Regions from separate parts of the Mus musculus genome. Here regions 1 and 3 are each linked to region 2. Evidence: chromatin contacts called from public HiChIP or PLAC-seq and promoter capture Hi-C data. All regions are on one chromosome and are shown on one strand. Each heading gives the region's core, a stretch centred on a gene start, on an enhancer-like site or on the middle of the called end of the contact. The rest is flanking DNA. Distances are from core to core; before and after follow the strand shown. Region 1 overlaps Ube2q2 (ubiquitin-conjugating enzyme E2Q family member 2). Region 2 holds the start of Tmem266 (transmembrane protein 266). Region 3 holds the start of Etfa (electron transferring flavoprotein, alpha polypeptide).

Region 1 (2,700 bases), core at 184-2,683, 160 kb before region 2:
TTTCTTTGGAAGCTTCAGGGAATTTGTGCTTTCTTTGGTGTAATGCACTGCAGCAGTGTCCTTAACTCAGGATCTTTTCTCTTTCATTGCGCTGGACGTTGAGTAAGGCTGTGTCCCTTTCCAAATTTGAGTCTTGAGTTTTGGTACATATTTTTGTGTGTTAACTTTGCTTGTCTATTTTGTTTGTTTTGGAGTTTATTAACTGGACTTTTCAATTTTGTTTTTACGTTTTGGAGACATGGTCTTGTACACTTTAGGCGCAGATTTCAAAAACCATATGTAGCTGAGGCTGATGGTTGTCTTTATCCTGAATGCTAGAATTACAGGCTGTATCGTCAATGCTGGGCTGCTTTTAGATTTTTAGACCTCTTGGTTTGAGTCTTTACATCTATTGTATTATATTCTTTTTCTTAATTTTATTTTATTTTTATTTGTATATGCGTGTGTGTGTGTTGGTATGAACGTTGGTGGCACTTTTATGGAGGTCAGAGAACAACTTGCAGGAATTGGTTCTCTCCACCATCTGAGTCCCAGGATCAAACCCAGGTGGTCAGGCTTGGCTACAGGCACCTTTATCCACTGAACCAACTTACCTTTTCTCTCTTTCTTTTAAAATTTTGCTGTACTGTCAACTTTTTTCTATTTCACACGGACAATAATAAGTTTTAAGGTTTTAAAAAATATGTGTATGAGTGTTTTGCCTACATGTATGTGCACCACATGCAACAGTAGAGAATCTTGGTAGTCCCTGGAAGTAGATGTTGTTAGCTGCCATTAGGTGCTAACAATCAAACAGTAGGCTTCTACAAGAGCAGCAAGTGCTCTTAACCACTGAGCCATCTCTTTAGCCCTGAAGTTTTGTTTTTATTGTATATGTTTACCCTATTTTCTCAGAACTTAATGGCTTAGAGCTGGATGTGGTGGCACACGGGAGGCTGAGGCCAGCCTGTCCTACAAATGAAGACTCAGTCTCAGAACCCCCAAACAGGCTGGGGATGGATGGTAGTACTCACCTTTAATCCTGGCACTTGAGAAGTAGAAACAGACGCATCTCTTGAATTTGGAGCCAGTCAAAGCTGTACTGTGAGACCCTGTCTCAAAAGATTAAAACAAAAAAATCTTAATGCCTTAAAATAGTAATTGTTGCGATTGGATGGATTAGTTAGGCTTAGCTGAGTATCTATTGGTTTCATTTGGTGACTGTTGTGTGCAGTCAGGTGCACACTCGCGATAGTATGGCTGTGGACAACTAGTGTGATCTTTATCTCGAACAGCTCTCAAGTGTTCACACATGGCTTCCTTTTTCCCCCACTCTTCATGTATCTGGCATCTTTAGTGTTTCTTTGCCTGGCATTTTTTCTGTACATGACATCATCCTGAAGGGCCTCTTCATAAGGCTTCTGTTTCCTCAGAATTTCAGTCAGAACTCTTCAAGGATACAAGAGGGGAAGTTGCTGGGCATTTTTTTTTTTCCAGGACAGGGTTGCTCTGAGTAGTAGCCCTTGCTGTTTGGCAACTCACTCTGTAGATCAGGCTGGCCTTGAACTCCTTTATCTACCAATGCCCAGCTTAAGTTGCTGGGCATTCTTAAGGCTTAAACCTGGAGCACGCCAGTGAGGGGTTTGTGAGCTGAATCATTCTCCAAGCCAGCGCAGGTTCACTGTGGGCTGTGAGTCCTAGGCTTTAAGCCTGGTGGTGTGATTCATCTGGAGGAGGGAGTCATGTCCAGTCTCGGAATGTGAGCCTGAGCTTAAGAGCTCTCTGATTGTCCCTTCTTCCTAGCATTCTGTACAGGTCATATAGATGTGGTAGAATCATAAACCAGCTTATTGTGGCACTTTGGCCTGTTTAGCATCTGTATTTTTTTATTTGCTATATATTTTCTCAGTTTCATCTTGTCTTGTATATATTGTAAAGCCTGTTCTCAAGTATTTTTGTGTCCTATCTTTACTCATTTGTATTTTGATGTTTTTTAAACATACCTTTCTTCATTTGTGCCAAATAAATGATGTGGAGTTCCTTGTAGCCAACACTTGTCACCTGATAGCTTTAGGGGGAGTTTATGTTGATTCCCAACCACTCTTCCCCCTACTTTTCCACTTGTTAGTACAGGGTAAAAGATGGCTCCAGTTTCTCTGCAGATGACATTTTGTCTGACAGATAATCTCCTGGGTTCTACTTAAGGAGGTGGGGAATGCAGAGCATTTGAGGGCTGTGTGGTGTGTGTTGCAGGCAGGCTTTTGGTTAGTCTGTAGGTTTCCATCCTGCCTGCTGCTCCTGTTGCAGTGTATTTGGTGTCTTGAGTCTGGAGCCTCTGAATTGAGGGTGCTTTTTGCAGATCTCTCCTTGGTCACTGCTGTCTCCTGACCTGTACTTGCACTTGTGAGCTTCACTGATCACAGCTCCTATTTACAGTCATCTAATGGAAATGGTGTTTTATTGCTCCTCATAAGTCCCTTTTGCTTTTCAAATTTTTGTATTTATAAAATGTTTATTCTTTTGTAATTTAGTGGAGCCTAAAGAAAGATGAGAAAAATGTTTAATTTTTCTAACTGTTCAGGTTTTATTTTCTAGAGGGTCCATGGTTTTGTTTTTTACTTACAATATATCCTGAACTTGAAGTCTGTCTTGTTTTTCCTGGGTGTAGATTGGACAACAGTGTAGATATCCAAGTTAATTTGTGAATTATGTAAGAAAAAT
Region 2 (2,700 bases), core at 43-2,542:
TTTTGCCAGATGGCTAACCAGCGAAACACTGTCATGAATGCTGTTCAAAGCCCTTAAGGAAACTTAAGTGTAGTTCTACTAAATGGGGGGTCACGGGGAGGTAGTATGGAGGGAGGACAGCATTTCTACTTTCCAGTCTATTTATGCCTAGAACCAGTAGGGGGAAATCCTGTCAAGCCAAATAACTTCTACAACTGTTTTCTCCAAGGACCCCCTGCCCCCCGAAATTAGACATTACAGATGGTTAAGAAATGTTGGTAGGTGAGGACTAAACAAAGACATACTTTTCCATGTACATTCCTTGTCTAGACATTTCTGTATCTATTAAAAAACCGATCCGAGCCCTTCAGGCGGTTCTATGTATGGTCTGGGTTTTAAAGCTTTCAATTCTAATTTCTACCGTTTTGCTAGTGGAAGAGAAGGCAAGAAAGTCGCAGGCGTTCCTGAAGGCCACGTGAACCTAACCAAATAGTGATTATTCTGGAGGGGAAGCCAATGGGGGAGAACCCCAAAGTCACTCAGGAACTTTGTGCCCTAGAGAAAGAAGGGTTTCCGATCTTTAAAGTATCTAACATAAGAAGGCCAAAACCCCAAAGGAAAGCGGCTATTTTTAAAAAACTGTTTTTAAAAACTGTTCACAGCAGTAAGCTTTTTTTTTTTTTCCTTTTCACACGTGAGGCTTTTTTTTTTTTTTTTTAAACCCCCAGATTGCTCAGTCACTCTGTCTACTCTAGGCATTCTCAATCGGGACAGGCGCTTCAAGGGCAGAAAACTCTTCATTTACAATACATGACCAACACGCACAGTGTATCTGTCACGTGAGAATGTGATGGGGACCACCGAGGGGTGGGCAATGCCTTCAAAGGCTCCTTGGGGCAATGCACACACCAGGGGCGGCAGGCAGAAACCTCGGAGGACACTGCGCGCCGCTACTCACAGCACAGTGTGTGAAAACGCACCCAGGGCGGTACCGTGGGACCGCAGGCGCCCGCCCGCCCTCGGCCGCACCAGCCAGCCTCCGCTTCGAGCTCCTGCCCCCTGTCACCCGCGCCACGAGGCCCGCTTGCCCTTCGCCGGGGGTGACTGCCCACACGCGGCCCCCGCTGGTCGCAGTTTCCTAGACAGCCGCGCGGCCCCTCTGCAGCCTCCGGAACGCGCGAGCGGGAGCGGGAGCGGGCAGCGAGAGCGCAGGCGCGGGCCCGGGAGAGCCGCCGTCCCGAAAGCGCGTGCGCGCGCGCTCGAGCGGGGTGGGCGGAGGGGCGGAGGGAGCGGCGGGGCCGCGAGGGGGCGGGGGGGTGGGGGGGCGGAGAGGGGAGCCCCGGGAGCGGGAGCGCGGGCCCGGCGCTGCAGAGCAGAGCGAATCCTGAGCTCCGGCAGCAGGTACGTGTTCTTGCAGCCGGCAGCCGCCGGGGCTTCCCCGGCTGTGGCCCGGGCGGGCGGGTGAGGGAGGCAAAGGTAGGGGCCGGATCGTGGTTTGCAGGGTGACTGCCCTGGAGGACTAGGATCCTGCAGCTGACCTTCATGTCCCGGGCTGGGGAGCCGGACGACCATCCTCTGGGGAGCACGGGGTCTTCAGATCCAGACTGGGGATCTGCTTGTCACATGCTTCTTATTTATTTTTGCAAACTGTCCTGGTTCGGGTCCAGCTGCGGATGCCTTCCCTCCTATTCTTTGCCTCTGTGTGCCATCTTGCATTTATTAATAAAACATGAAAGCTGGGGGTGCGGGAGGTTTGCTTCTAAGGGGAATCCCATTGCAGTATAGCAAGTGGACGCCTATTTTCGGTTTTCAGACGTGGTGTAGAGGTGGAAATCCCACACCCTAGGGGTTTGTGGCTTTGCTGGTCGTGACCACTTCCTAGTGGGCTTCCCCGGTTTGTCGCTAGGTGCCCCAGCGGCAGGATGGACGGTCTGGAAAGGATGGAGGGTTTCATGTCAGCCTGGCGTACTGTTCCGAGGACAGGTGCAGACAGTTCCCTGCTTGCTAACTTGCCAGGGAGGTTTAAACCCAGGAAAGAAATTCTTTCTAAATTGTTAATAGGAGGCCTTGAATTGAGCATCTGAGTCTTGCTTACTCAGACTCATCGCGGTTTTGCATCTGAAGCCGATTAAAGCTAGCCACCTGTTGGAAGTCAGACCCCATACTCCATTCTGTTTCATAGTCACCAATACTGAAATAATGAGGTCCGTAAGACCCCATTCTATCCTCTTTAAATGTGTTGCCTGCCAATTCTTTCTTTTGAAATAAATTCTCATTTTTTCCATTATATAGTTTAGACTGAAATATGATTTACTTATATTCCATATACATACATCACCATATTCTAAGCACTGGGTTTCTCTTCAGGGTATATTATCTATTTCCCTAGCTTTAACTTGGCTGTGAAGAAGAGTGGGGAAAGTGGACTGTATGTAACTGCTCCCTATGGCCCTCCCCCAGGAATAATATAGTGAAAAGAACAGAAAGAGCCGGAAGCACAAAATGAAAATGACTCGCAAGCTGTGGGGGTCCAGCAGCTGGACTGTGGTACCACATTAAACCAGGAGATGTACTTGTAGGGACCCAGTGCTGAGCTAAACGCCATTTGTGGCTCATTTCCTTGGGTCTTCACTGCAAGGCTGTCATCTCTGTGTTGGAGATGAAGAAGCTGGCACTTAAGGGGTTAACTGACTTACCCAAGGTCGCTCAGTCAGGAGCAGG
Region 3 (2,700 bases), core at 108-2,607, 190 kb after region 2:
GGTACTTGGACTTTCCCCCGACTAGTTCTACAAAATCACCAAATTCTAAATTCTCCTTACCACAATTAGGCCGAGCATAAAACCTATGCACAAAATTGCTTCGCAAGTTCTGTATAGATCTTCAAGTCAGGTACTGCTGCTTGGAAACCGCCCCTCCCCCCCAAAAGCCATGGCCTTCACTTGCTTACTGATTCTTTTATTATAGAAAGGAGGTTAAAAAAATCTCGTGGGAGAAAGATGGGCTAGGATCCTGAACGATGTGTTTTAACTTTTTTTTTAACAAGGAGTGGCAACATTCAAAGTGGGGGGGGGGGAGTCTTCAAACTTCCAAGAAGCCCATAAGTTGTATCCCAGACAGAAAAAAATCTCAGTGGTGATTGGGGTAAAAGGCACTAAAATAAAAAGTACGTATAAAAGTTACAAAACGTCTGCATAACTTGCAGGCCAAGGCTGCTGATATTGCTTCTCTAGCAATCTTAATGTAAATTAGAAAAATCTACAAGCTCCTTAAATTATTGCCTTGGAACTGGTCAGCCTTCAACTGCTATTCCCTTACAGCACCCCGACAAGAAAGAAAAAAAAAGTTTTGTTTTGTTTTTTCAAGTCCTCGAAAAACAGACAAATGGTAAACTTTGTCACCACGGAAAAAGTCCCCACTACCAAGTTTCCAAGGCTACTGAGGCAACATCAGTCTGCGACTTCTCAGGACTGGATCCCAGGCGGGTACGTCCCAGCCCCTCCTCCACTCAGCCCGGTCTCACCAGCCCAGCCGCAGAGCACTCCGCCCCTGCCCTTGGCAGTGGGCGTCCAGGGCAGCCACAGGAGGCCTAGGTTTCGAACTCTTCCCCAAGAGGTTCCGCGGCGGCATCTGGCCCCTTTGGGGGGACGCAGCTCCCCTCCAGGCGAGAGAACCTAGTAGCCCCAGAGTGCCCCGCGAGAGTCAGGGCCGTGGGAACCCGGGTTGGGGCAGCGTGACCCGGAAGAGGTCAAGGGCGAAGGCTCCAGAACTTTGACCCGCGTCCCGGGCACTGCACCGACTGTCTACGCGGACGGTGGGAGTCGAGGGAGCCCGTGACCTTCGCCTGACAGGGTCAGCAGGCTGCGGCTCGGACGTCACCTGCTCGGCCCTCCCTGTCCGGACTCACCGCCCGCCGGAGCTGCCCAGGCGCCGCTGCTCGAAACATTGTCTCTGTTCTAGTCAGCCCCGCAGTACCCTCAGCCTCAGAGACCCGGAGCGCGCGGGAACCACCGCCGCCGCCACCGCCGCCGCCTCCTCTACCAGAGACCCGAACGCTCGCGAGATGCGAGCACGAGAGCTGACAGCTTAGTCCTGGACTGCGGGGGCTCGCGCTTCCCGGGAGCCCATTGGGCAGCCACGCAGCCAATGAGGAAAGCGGAAAGTTAGAGGCGGGACTTGGGAGTAGGGCAAAGGTAAGGGTGTGCGCCGAGACGCTGGCATGCGCGCCACGCCCTCCAGTTGCTTGGCTCTGTTCCCTGACGGTCTCGGACTTTCGTTGGTAACGTTGTCTGGACTAACTGCCCTGTTGTACGCAGCTTTCTTTCCACCCGCGAAGGGAACCCCCTCACTCCAGTCCTTTTCCACTCTCATTTACGCCCAGTGTCAGCGCTGCACGTGTAATGTGCCAACCAAATAGTCGCAGGTGAGGAGAATTGTAAACGTGCATTAATTAGGTGTCAGTCCTGGGGACCTTAGGAGACTCAAAACAAAACAAAACAAAAAGTTATTAATAAATAATATAAATAATTTATTTGCTACTTCCTGGGAAGGGTCTATTGAGTTGGCGATATTTGAGCTGGATTCTAGAAGGAAATGGAGATCGTACAAACTACACAGAAGGAGGCAGAATGGGATGGAGATGAACCACCCCAGCAGCCTAGGGCCAGGTTTGAGGTCCACCCAGATCTTCTCCATACTCTTCTCTGCCCTTAGTCAGACTCACTTCTATCCTCTGGCATCAGTGCCTGTGGCTGTTAAAATCTCTCTTGCTCTTTGGACCGACCAATCTACCTGCCTTCTGGGCTGCTCAGGATGTCCCAGAACTCAAGCCCTCTCAGGAGTGAATTGCACCTTTAAGAGCTAGCCCACAATAGTATTTCTTCACAATAATCTCTAGTCCCCTACAGTGAATATTTCTCTTCTTTACTCTCTTAGTTTTGTGAACCGAGTGAGAACCCATCTTATACAAGACCACGCTTGTGGAGGACTGGGACTGTGCCCACCTAAGCTGTTCGTGGGAGGGACAACTAGTATTCTGTTTACCATCACTTTCTTCTTCCAATAGAACTACCCCACTAGACTCAAATCTAAGTCCTATTGAAAAAAGAAAGAAGAGTAAGTAAAAATCAAAAGGAGTATTTTTATTTAAAAAATTTTTTAAATGAGATATGAACTACCTCCTTCCTGCCTCCATGATAAGGCAAAACACCAAAGAGGAGAGAATCCTCCCTCCTGCCATGAGATGTCTCGGGCACATCCTAGGCTCCAGCGAAGCAGCAGCAGCCATGCCCTGTAGAGGCACAGTGCCCACAGGGCATGATGGTTATGGGCAGAGCAGAGCCGGTACAAAGTAAAACACAGAAAATGGCCCAGATCTGTAACAAATCACCATACTCATTTGGAAGACAGAAGAGTGTCCTTGAAGAACTTCTGGAGGGAGGGTACAATTAGATATGTTTCTA

What was found. HiChIP or PLAC-seq counts read pairs in DNA pulled down with a chosen protein or histone mark. Capture Hi-C pulls out chosen DNA fragments and counts their contacts.
Region 1: a contact with region 2 is called in an H3K4me3 HiChIP or PLAC-seq map of bone marrow-derived macrophages, with 3 times the contacts expected there. The contact joins the enhancer-like site here to the promoter of Tmem266 in region 2. A contact is called at or near these places in 5 of 39 promoter capture datasets (the C10 cell line, hippocampal neurons, liver and 2 more), 3 of 15 datasets of contacts at CTCF or cohesin (CD8 T cells, embryonic stem cells and large pre-B cells), 19 of 484 Hi-C or Micro-C datasets (ECoMG myeloid progenitors, bone marrow, bone marrow-derived macrophages and 5 more), 5 of 115 datasets of contacts at active chromatin or transcription factors (bone marrow-derived macrophages, embryonic stem cells and stem cell-derived neural progenitor cells) and 5 of 9 other capture datasets (adipose tissue, embryonic stem cells, liver and 2 more).
Region 3: a contact with region 2 is called in a promoter capture Hi-C map of pancreatic islet. The contact joins the promoter of Etfa here to the promoter of Tmem266 in region 2. A contact is called at or near these places in 4 of 484 Hi-C or Micro-C datasets (embryonic stem cells and liver) and 2 of 9 other capture datasets (liver and pancreatic islet).

The regions. Positions count from the first base shown.
Region 1 is chr9:55,169,543-55,172,242 of GRCm38.p6, forward strand. The region is part of intron 3 of Ube2q2 (ubiquitin-conjugating enzyme E2Q family member 2); the gene reads left to right. Among named protein-coding and RNA genes, the nearest start is that of Ube2q2, 22 kb to the left of the region's middle. Within about 2 kb of position 1,434, at least 41 of the 459 cell types and tissues checked have an H3K27ac peak or open chromatin away from gene starts, as enhancers often do. A contact at or near this core is called in adipose tissue, bone marrow-derived macrophages and macrophages, where this site is marked.
Region 2 is chr9:55,325,621-55,328,320 of GRCm38.p6, forward strand. It overlaps Tmem266 (transmembrane protein 266), which reads left to right and starts at 1,293. Exons shown (of 11, transcript NM_172923.4): 1 at 1,293-1,380.
Region 3 is chr9:55,510,886-55,513,585 of GRCm38.p6, forward strand. It overlaps Etfa (electron transferring flavoprotein, alpha polypeptide), which reads right to left and starts at 1,358. Exons shown (of 12, transcript NM_145615.4): 1 at 1,146-1,358. The coding sequence starts at 1,184.